2 separate regions of the Mus musculus genome follow, and region 1 is linked to region 2. Evidence: chromatin contacts called from public Hi-C data. All regions are on one chromosome and are shown on one strand. The core of a region is the stretch at or near the end of the contact, and the rest is flanking DNA. Distances in the headings are between cores, read along the strand shown. Region 1 overlaps Gm33377 (a long non-coding RNA gene). Region 2 has its middle 49 kb from the start of Gm33336.

The links. A called contact is a pair of places that touch in the nucleus more often than the background predicts.
Region 1: a contact with region 2 is called in a Hi-C map of liver, with 2.4 times the contacts expected there. The contact joins two enhancer-like sites. A contact is called at or near these places in 3 of 39 promoter capture datasets (the 3T3-L1 cell line, the HPC-7 cell line and cranial neural crest), 10 of 484 Hi-C or Micro-C datasets (the HPC-7 cell line, cerebellum, large pre-B cells and 2 more), 4 of 115 datasets of contacts at active chromatin or transcription factors (bone marrow-derived macrophages, extraembryonic endoderm stem cells, hepatocytes and 1 more) and 3 of 9 other capture datasets (adipose tissue, liver and pancreatic islet).

The regions. Positions count from the first base shown.
Region 1 is chr10:95,834,057-95,838,360 of GRCm38.p6, forward strand. The region is part of intron 1 of Gm33377 (a long non-coding RNA gene); the gene reads left to right. All of the region lies in intron 1 of Gm33543 (predicted gene, 33543), which reads right to left. Among named protein-coding and RNA genes, the nearest start is that of Gm33543, 6.7 kb to the right of the region's middle. Within about 2 kb of position 2,620, at least 3 of the 459 cell types and tissues checked have an H3K27ac peak or open chromatin away from gene starts, as enhancers often do. A contact at or near this core is called in hepatocytes and liver, where this site is marked.
Region 2 is chr10:95,678,592-95,683,449 of GRCm38.p6, forward strand. No RefSeq gene overlaps it. Among named protein-coding and RNA genes, the nearest start is that of Gm33336, 49 kb to the left of the region's middle. Within about 2 kb of position 2,015, at least 88 of the 459 cell types and tissues checked have an H3K27ac peak or open chromatin away from gene starts, as enhancers often do. A contact at or near this core is called in hepatocytes and liver, where this site is marked.

The DNA.
Region 1 (4,304 bases), core at 1,370-3,869, 160 kb after region 2:
CTTTAGCTCTACGTGGAAGAACAAAACAAAGGGGCAGCATCTATACATGGTTGTATATGTTACAGAACCTGATAAGTCAGAAAAATTTGACTAGAACATCAGAGAAGAGAAAGGGTAAATGTAACCATGCAGAGTGCGAGCGAACCCAGAAGATTCCTCTCTTAGGGTTTCTGCTGCTGTGATAACAGAGCATGGCCTAAAGCAACCTGAGGAGGAAGTCCTCTACAAGCTCAGTCATGGTGTCTGTCACAGCAGCAGAAAACTAAAACAAAAGATTAGGCTGGAAAAATAATTCCAGTTTACTAATCAGTGGAAATGTCACCAATGACGGCGTGAACAGGTCTAACGTCTTCTCTTGTCTGATGTAATAGGAAATACACAGAGCCCTATGAGCATTAGTAAACACAATGGAACATGATCCTGAACTCATTTGAGACATTAGTTTACAGGGCCGAAGGGACATTGAATGACATGAGCCGTCACAACTGACCAAATCCAAAACATGAGTAATATCTATGACATGACATGACATGACATGACATGACATGACATGACTTGATTCCTTCAATTGATAAATGAAATAACACAAAGGAGAGAAATAACCACATATTATAGAGACAAGATATATACATATTAATTGAAAAAAAAGAGAACTATTAATGAATCTGACCTGTAGAACTTTTAGATTTGTGTTGAAACAACATGTAAGAAGACACTTTCAGCACTCTACTTGTATTTAGATGGTATTAAGAAATTATCATTGTACCGGGGAGGTGATTCAGCTAATAAGAGCTCTTGTGGCAGAAACACGAGGACTTGAGTTCAGATCTCCAGGACCTGCCATAGCGTGGTAGAAGCCAGGGCTAGGAAGATCACTGGCCAGCAGCAGAATTCTGATTCAGTGATACATCCTGTCTCAGAGGAACAAGATAGACAATAGGAGTGCGGGATACCCTGTACTTTTTCTGGCTCCCAGACAGAAGATGCATACTCCCACACCCATACACACACAAAGGAATTGTTGCTTACTTGGATATATAAAATAATGATATTAATGTAATACTAATTTGAAATATCATTACTGAGTTTCACCATAAACCTGAATAAAAGGAGAAAAAAAATCCTTGCCCCAGAGGTTTAAATTGAAGTCCCTATGAGTTAGTTGACTGTCAAGTTGACATTTATTTTAAGCTATTCTAGTGAAAACAGAAAGGTGAATAAACGGGGATCCATCCCATAATCAGCTTCCAAAAGCTGACACCATTGCACACACTAGCAAGATTTTGCTGAAAGGACCCAGATATAGCTCTCTCTTGTGAGACTATGCCGGGGTCTAGCAAACACAGAAGTGGATGCTCACAGTCAGCTATTGGATGGATCACAGGGCCCCCAGTGGAGGAGCTAGAGAAAGTACCCAAGGAGCTAAAGGGATCTGCAACCCTACAGGTGGAACAACATTATGAACTAACCAGTACCCCGGAGCTCTTGACTCTAGCTGCATATGTATCAAAAGATGGCCTAGTTGGCCATCACTGGAAAGAGAGGCCCATTGGGCTTACAAACTTTATATGCCCCAGTACAGGGGAATGCCAGGGCCAAAAAGTGGGAGTGGGTGAGTAGGGAAGTGGGGGGGTTATGGGGGCCTTTTGGGATAGCATTGGAAATGTAAATGAGGAAAATACCTAATAAAATACATATATATATATATAAAGAAAGGTGAATAAAATAACAGAAACTAAATGGAGAAGGAACTAGGGAAAATGTTGACAACACGCGAGATTTGGGCCCCTGGCAGCTGAGAGTATTCTTCTTACATGTGCGTCTGTTTGATAATTTGCATTATAAAAACATAAAGCTACAACGAAGTATCAAGTAGGTATAGTGGTACCTTTTTTTCTGATTATTAGAGATACATTCTTGGAAGTGAAATTGCAAGATCAAATATTACACATGTTTTGAGAACTTGTTCTATTTGAATAAATAAACTTTAAACCAGAGTTATTTATTTTTAGTAATATGGAATTCATGTTAAAGTTCTAACATAGTGAGCAAAAAAAAAAAAAAAGATTTTTGTTTTGTTATTTGCCCAAGGATAACTGTTTCTTTGGATAACTGTCCCTATTCCTACAGAATATTAGTTGTGTCATTTCCAGCCTGTTGGATACCCAACAGGGAAATGTGTGAGGAGCAGTCTTTGCTTAATAATACTTCTGCTCATGTTTGGAAAAAGAACTGCAGTTGGCTTTCTGGGTTTTACTTTTGAAATGAAGAGAAGTTAAGGTTTATGTCTTTGGCCATGTGGTGAGACAGAGAGATGTCATTCCACAGTATAGGAATGACTGAAGCATGGTGCTCTGAGGATGGGAGTTGGGGGCAGAGCCAGTGGTGTTTAAGCCCATGGAGAAGTAAAATGGTGAAAAGAATCAAGGCTGAAAAGGACGAGGGGACAGATGTAGCTCTCTCTGAAAGGCCTCAGCAACAGGAGATGGCAGAGCTTTAAAACAAAAGTAACAGGTGGGCAGGCACATTGGCTCAGTGACTTTTCCACATTGTGGACAAGCCAAAACATCTGGGTTTAAGCCTCATGCCCTACGTGGTAGAAGGAGAGATCGTGTTGCAAGTTGTCCTCTGACCTCCACATGGGTGTCACTGGGCATTTGTATGTGTGTGGCACGCCCACAGGGTAAGCGGATAAATGTACAAACATTTTAAGAAAGAAATTAAAAACAAGAGGGGGAGAGAAAGAAAAGCTTTATACCATGTGTTAATGATTTGCCAGTCTTAGTCAACAGAAGAATTTGGTAGGCTACAGGAGGCAAATTTCTCAGCAACGTCCCTGCCTCTCCTTCCAACCACCACTCTGCCCCTGACATTTAGCTGGGGCTCCTCCTCTACCTAAGATAGAAATAGAGAAGTATCACGGGGGATTGTTCAGGTTCTGGCATGGGGGACGATGTATGCTCAAGTCTACATGATTTGCTAGGGGCTGTGAGTAAGATGAACAGTGGGGAAAGGACATGTGTATTGAGAAATAGTTTTGCCACAAAGTTTAAGTGCAAAGGTCCGTGAGTGTATTCTGTGACAAATGTGATTTCAAAAGGTGTTTTTTTTTTAAAGGTGATAAAAACAGGACAAATGTCCAAAAAGTCACATTTTGTCTTGGTCAATGTCGTCATCTGAATGTGCTTACTCACTGCTCTAGATCATTCTTTTTAATTTTCCAAGTATATACACCAAGTGTATATAGCATGGTTTAGAGTTAGATGCTATGAGGACATGAAGAGACAGACATATCCCACTGATCTGGGAGAATGGAGACCAAAAATGCATGAAATGTAGCATCTGGAGAGTTCAGTAGAAACGGCAGGAGTGAAAAATGAACTCAGGTCAGTTTGCAGAGCATGTGATTGAAGGAGGATCGCACCAGATCTTAAGAGACATCTGCACAGTGCTTCATTTCTTATAGAGTACCCTGCATTGAGGACAAGCATGGGGTCCGCCCGGCTCTGCTTGGGTAGATTCAGAGTGCTTTGTGAAGCTGAGAGCCTCATATGGCTGCACAGTGTTCATCAGTCTGTTCTCAGTTGTAATACAGTAAAATGAGCCTCTGATTAGCTTCTGGACATCAGTGCTAATTCTGAGCATCCAGGACCCATGACGCCTATCAATATTTGGAGACATGATAGATTCCTCCCGTACTCCAAACAGTTAACTACCTTCAACCATAAATCTTCTAATACTCTCCTATGGTTGCTCAGAAAATCTGTAAAGTTTCTCTTGACCTCACTCTCTTCATTTACATATGCTATCTTTATACTTCTTCTATTAGGGAGCACCCTGTGGGCAGTAGATGGGGTTAATGTCTACAAACTACAGAGGGACTATGATGGGATGTTTCCTTAGGGATGTTTAGAGTGATACCTCGTTTTTATAGACAGCGATTCTGGGACTCCCTGAAAATTAGCTCCATTTTGTTTTAAGTCAGACTTCTATTCAAATGATATCCAGTCTGATCTTTGACTAAAATATAGTTTATAGGCTACTTGTGTCTAAATTAAGTAAGATTATTAGAAATAAAGAAATAAAAGGTGTTGTGCACCTGTAATTTCACTACTTGGGAGGTGGAGGAAGAAGAGTCAGGAGACTGAGACTACACAAGACCCATCTGAAGAGAAGAAATGAGGAAGAGAGGAAGGGGGGGTGCTATTGAATCAGAGTATCTGGGTATGGAGTATGATAATCTACCTTTTAATGAAATGCTATAATGCTTCTTACACAAGTTGGCATTTCAGAACTATCTATTT
Region 2 (4,858 bases), core at 765-3,264:
TGTTGACTTTGGAAGACTTTTTAAACGTTTTCTTTTTATTTTACTTTTAAACAAGTGTAGTGACAGAAAAGGGTGTCCTTTCCTCCCCTTTATAATTGTGCTGGGTAGTTTTATGTCAACTTGACAAACGCTACATTTATCAGAGAGGAAGGAACCTCAATTCCTGAAAAGCCTCCTTGAGATGGGCCTGTAGGCAAGTCTTAATTAGTGCTTGATGGGGGAGGGTCCAGGCCATGGTGGGTGGCGCCATCCCCCATGCTTGTAGTACTGAGTTCTATAAGAAAGTAGGCAGAACAAGCCCTGAGGAGCAAGCCACTAAACAGCCCTGCTCCATGGCCTCTGCATCAGCTCCAGCCTCCAGGTTCCTGCCCTGCTTGAGTTTCTGTCCTGACTTCCTTCAGTAATGGGCTAAATGGGGAAATATAAGCCAAATGAACACTCCCCACTCCCCCCTTCCCCTCCCCCTGAGTTGATTTTGGTCGTGGTGTTTCGTCACAGCAATAGTAACCCTAAATAAGACAAATGTCACAGTAGATAGACCAATGAGAGGAAAGTGTAGCAAATTTGTTTATTCAGAGTTTGATCTATCCAAGGAGACTTCACTCCCGGGCTGAGGTAAAGATGCCTATTTCACACCCAGATGCCACGAAGGTGGGCAGGGCATAGAAATGGGATAAGCATAGAATGTGATGTCCTGGGAAGAGAGAGCCCAGCAGGTCTGCCTGCCCGCAGAGGCCTTCTTGACCTGAGTGTAGCAGTCCTCTCAGGAAGGGGGAGCAGATGGCTATGGAATGAGATTGCTGACAGCATTCTGGAGGCCACGAGTCTTCAGTGGATGGCCTGGCTGGCTGAAGTAGGGAAGGCCTTTGAGGGTTAAATCCACCCCTGCCTCTGGTCTAGTACCCCACTTTCAGGTCCCCCGTGATGTGAGAAGTCACACTGCTCATACTGCGACCAACTCCTCTAGCCTCCCCTGCCCTGACAGACTGTGCAACTCACCCTGGGGAATATGCTCTGGCGAATTATTACTATTTAAACCATTTCATTGTAAAATAGAACACATGCCAACGTGCTATATAGAAATTATTGAAAACGTACGAATCATTTATTTCAGCAGGTTTTTTTTTTCTTTTTTTATGTACAATTTTGGGGCCAGGGTGAGTGGAAACCACAGGAAGAAAGATTGTAGCAAGGATTGGTGACATTTGATTGCTCGCTAAAGGAGGCCAGATACACGAAGTAGCTTTCAATACTCTAAAATTGTCCCACACACCCCAAAGGAAGGCCAATAGACAACCCATCTCCCTTGCAGATTCCTTAGCCTTCATGCCCTAACCACCAAGGACATTCTCTCTTCTTGGCCCTGGGGAACACATCTACTGTTCTCATCTGGTTTAATCTAATTTTCAGTGTGTATGTGGGGAGAGGTCATCCTTTTTATTTCTTTGGCAATGACCAAAATATTCCTTCAGGACCCTCCTCCTATTTAATGTTTCTACTTTGGGCATAAGTCCCGGCTCCTTCTCAGCGAGGCTATGGTCCTAACCTTTTGGGGTTGCTGTGGGCAACTATACAATTGGCTGTTACTGCTCAGGGCTGTGGGAACAGCTTTCCAAAACAGCTAAGCGACCCAAACCCAGACAAGCGCGTCTGGATCTGTGAAGTGCTTCTCGTATTTTGTTTCCTTTTCTGTGCACAGATATTTAAAAATAGATAGTAAGAACTTGCAATCGCCGTGAGGGGAGTTGTGTGTAGAAGGACGGCCCCTCCTTTGGAAATGACATCGTTACGGCTTTTTAGAATGTGAGCAGATTTGACATAGTAGAAAAAAAAATATGGATATTTTGGTCTGTATCCCACTTCCTGGCATACAGCTACACCAAACCGCGTGTCAGTTCTCAGAAATGATGTGACTTTTGGATGCTAACGGGATTTCTGATGTTTAGGGCCTCTTGGGTAGTCTTCAGACAGAGGCTGGTTGCCAAGGGAAACAGCCAAGTGAAGCAACAACTTGGACTTTCAGCCTTACCCTCTCCTCTGACCTCTGGAGAGGGAGAGGGGCGGGCTAGCCTTTGAGGTGATCGTTGTTGGCCAATGGCTGAATTAAAACCCAAAAGGAAGCTGTGGAGAGCTTCGGGTTCATTTAACAATCTGCCTATATTTAGATTCTGGGAGAATGGCAAGGCTCGACTTTGCCAAGGTGAAGAGTTACACGTTAGAGCAGCCTCCGTCTCTCCCGGGGTGGGTGCCTGTCGGAGGCACGGAGGTCTTTGCGCTCACCGACAAGCGTTAGGGGACCTGGATGTTCATCATACGAGTTGACCCTTCAAAGGGAAAAGTGGATAGCCTGCAATCTGCCCAGAAGGCTGGGACTGGAAATGGCTAAGAGCTTGGTGACCTGTGTGCTGTCTGTGTGGCTGCGACCACACTGGATCCGGCCCTTACTGTGAGGTTGTCACTCTGCGGAACTTTGTGGAAAGTTGTCTGTGGGATGTTTTTGTGCACGGTGTATTAAATGCTGATGTCAGTATCTAGAGACCTGGTGGCTGTCTGGACTTTGGAACTGTCATTATTATGGAGCATTTCCTGATTCGCTATTTTGTAAGATATTGCTTTCCATCACCTTCTGATTGGTTAATATAGAGCGTAACAGCTTATAACTGGGCAGGAGAGGCGGGACTTCCGTGAGGGGGTGGGGAGGGGAGAAGATCTCAGGTGGGACCTGGTGAGTCGCTATTGGGACACAAATGAAGGCCAGGGAGAGACCAAAAACTGGCAGGTAAGGCGCCATATGGCTGGAAAGTAGGCAAGACCAGCATTATCAGGGTAGAATAGCTTAAACTCTGCCCAACTATAGTACCTGAAGCTTGTTAAATAATATAAAGGTCTCTGTGTCATTTATTCAGAGCAAGGTCAGGCATAGAAAAGCCCACGCTTTAACAGGCGTTATATGTACTTTACAACGAATCTTGATGCATTCACATCTTAAGCTTTACTGAGCTTGTGGGATTGAATTAATTATCACCAGGAAGATCTCACCAAACTGTGCTACACTGAAATATGCCTAAAATAAACCACTTGGGGTTAGATTTCCAAAGTCTAAACCAACACTAGCTACTAAGACATGTTGACGCAAACCACTTCCTTCTGATAACTGAAGTGATCACACAGACTCCCTATAAATGCTGTCCCTGACCCCATTGCTTCCCATGCTTCCTGGATGGAAGCACAGATCTTGAGGTATTGTGGCTAATGGCTGGGGTAGGTCTGGGATCAGGGAGAGACAAGGGTAAGCATATATGTGTGTGTGTGTGTATAATTTTTATATATAAAATGTATATTATATATTAAAATAATAGACAACATATTTTACATATAAAATAAATTATTTATATATAAATACTATACATAATTTATAAATAATGTATAGTATTTATATATAAATTGTTATTTTATATACACATACACACATGTGTATATATACATATATACATATACACATATACACATACATATATACATACATACATATATGTATATATATATCTTCCCCTGAGACCTCGTGTCTTTAGAGAAGCCTGCTGAAGACCAGAGCAGGGGCTTGCCAGCTGCAGTACCCATGTCCACAGGAAGCTACACTTACTAAAGTTGTTACGGAAAGAACACCATGAGCCCAGGCAGCGTCCCCTCAAAGACTCAGGTGCAAAGGTGCTTGGCCTTGTGTCCCAAGTGGCTTTAACTTTTCAGCTGGAGAAGCACGGCACAGCTCAGTGTTTAACTTACATGCCCAAGGCAGTGTAGTGTTTCCAGGTGTCTCATGGACAAAGTCACACAGTGTTTGATGATTGGAAATCTTCAAAGGACACATTTTCCTTTTGCCTGGGTGAGATCAGGCCGGGAGAAAGAGGAACAGATGACATAGGGTGAAGACGTGGGACACGGGGAACACAAAGGGAAGTTGTAATAAGCAGTTATTTTGTCAGTTTTCCTCTCAGGAATGAGGGGTCAGTGTCGATGTGAAGATGGACGAGGGCAGGTGAGAGGGCTCAGTGGGTAAAGGGGCTTGCTGCTAAGCCTGATGCCCTGAGTTCAGTCCCTGGGACTCACATGGTAGAAAGACAGAACAGACCCCAGAAAATTGTTTCCTGGTATTTGTATGTGTGTGTGCATGCAAGCACATGTGAACACACCTATAAATACACACTAAATCATATATATGTCCATGCATATATATGAATTACTAATGGTTATATTTTAGATATAAGCCAATTAAACTAAAAATGGATGGATGTTAAAAGGAAGAGTGAACAAATCAATGGATAAGCATAGTAGTGAACATGCGTAACTGTTAAACGGTGAAGTGGTCGACAGGTCGGCTGGACACCCAAAGCCATTAGTCAGCAGCTTCTCTTCCTTTCAGTTAAAAGCAAGGCCTCGTTATTCGGTCTGCATCTGTGGTCGCTGTGTGACTCGTTTCCAGTCAATGAAAAGTGGAATGTCTGTTTAATGATTTCCTGCGCTCCCCTCCCCCCACCTCCACAGCCAGCTGATTCAGAATGTGGTTGGAGGAGCCGATGCTTGGAACTGCTGCTGTAGCCCTGTTGGCAGAGTGAGGGGGTCAAGGGTTAACAGGGATACTGACTGCCCTTAGTCAGTCAGCCAAACACATAAGCTATGTCCTTCTCTAGGTCTCCTGGGAGCCAAGTTGCTTTCGTCGTTTTGAGCATTCCTAACATTTATCTGTTGTCCTTTCAGGTATATGGAGGACCTCGGGTGTTTGGAAGGATTACTCATGGTTTGTCAAGCAAACACTTAGAAGTAACCTAAATAACCGTTAGCTGAGAAAAGATCTAGAGAA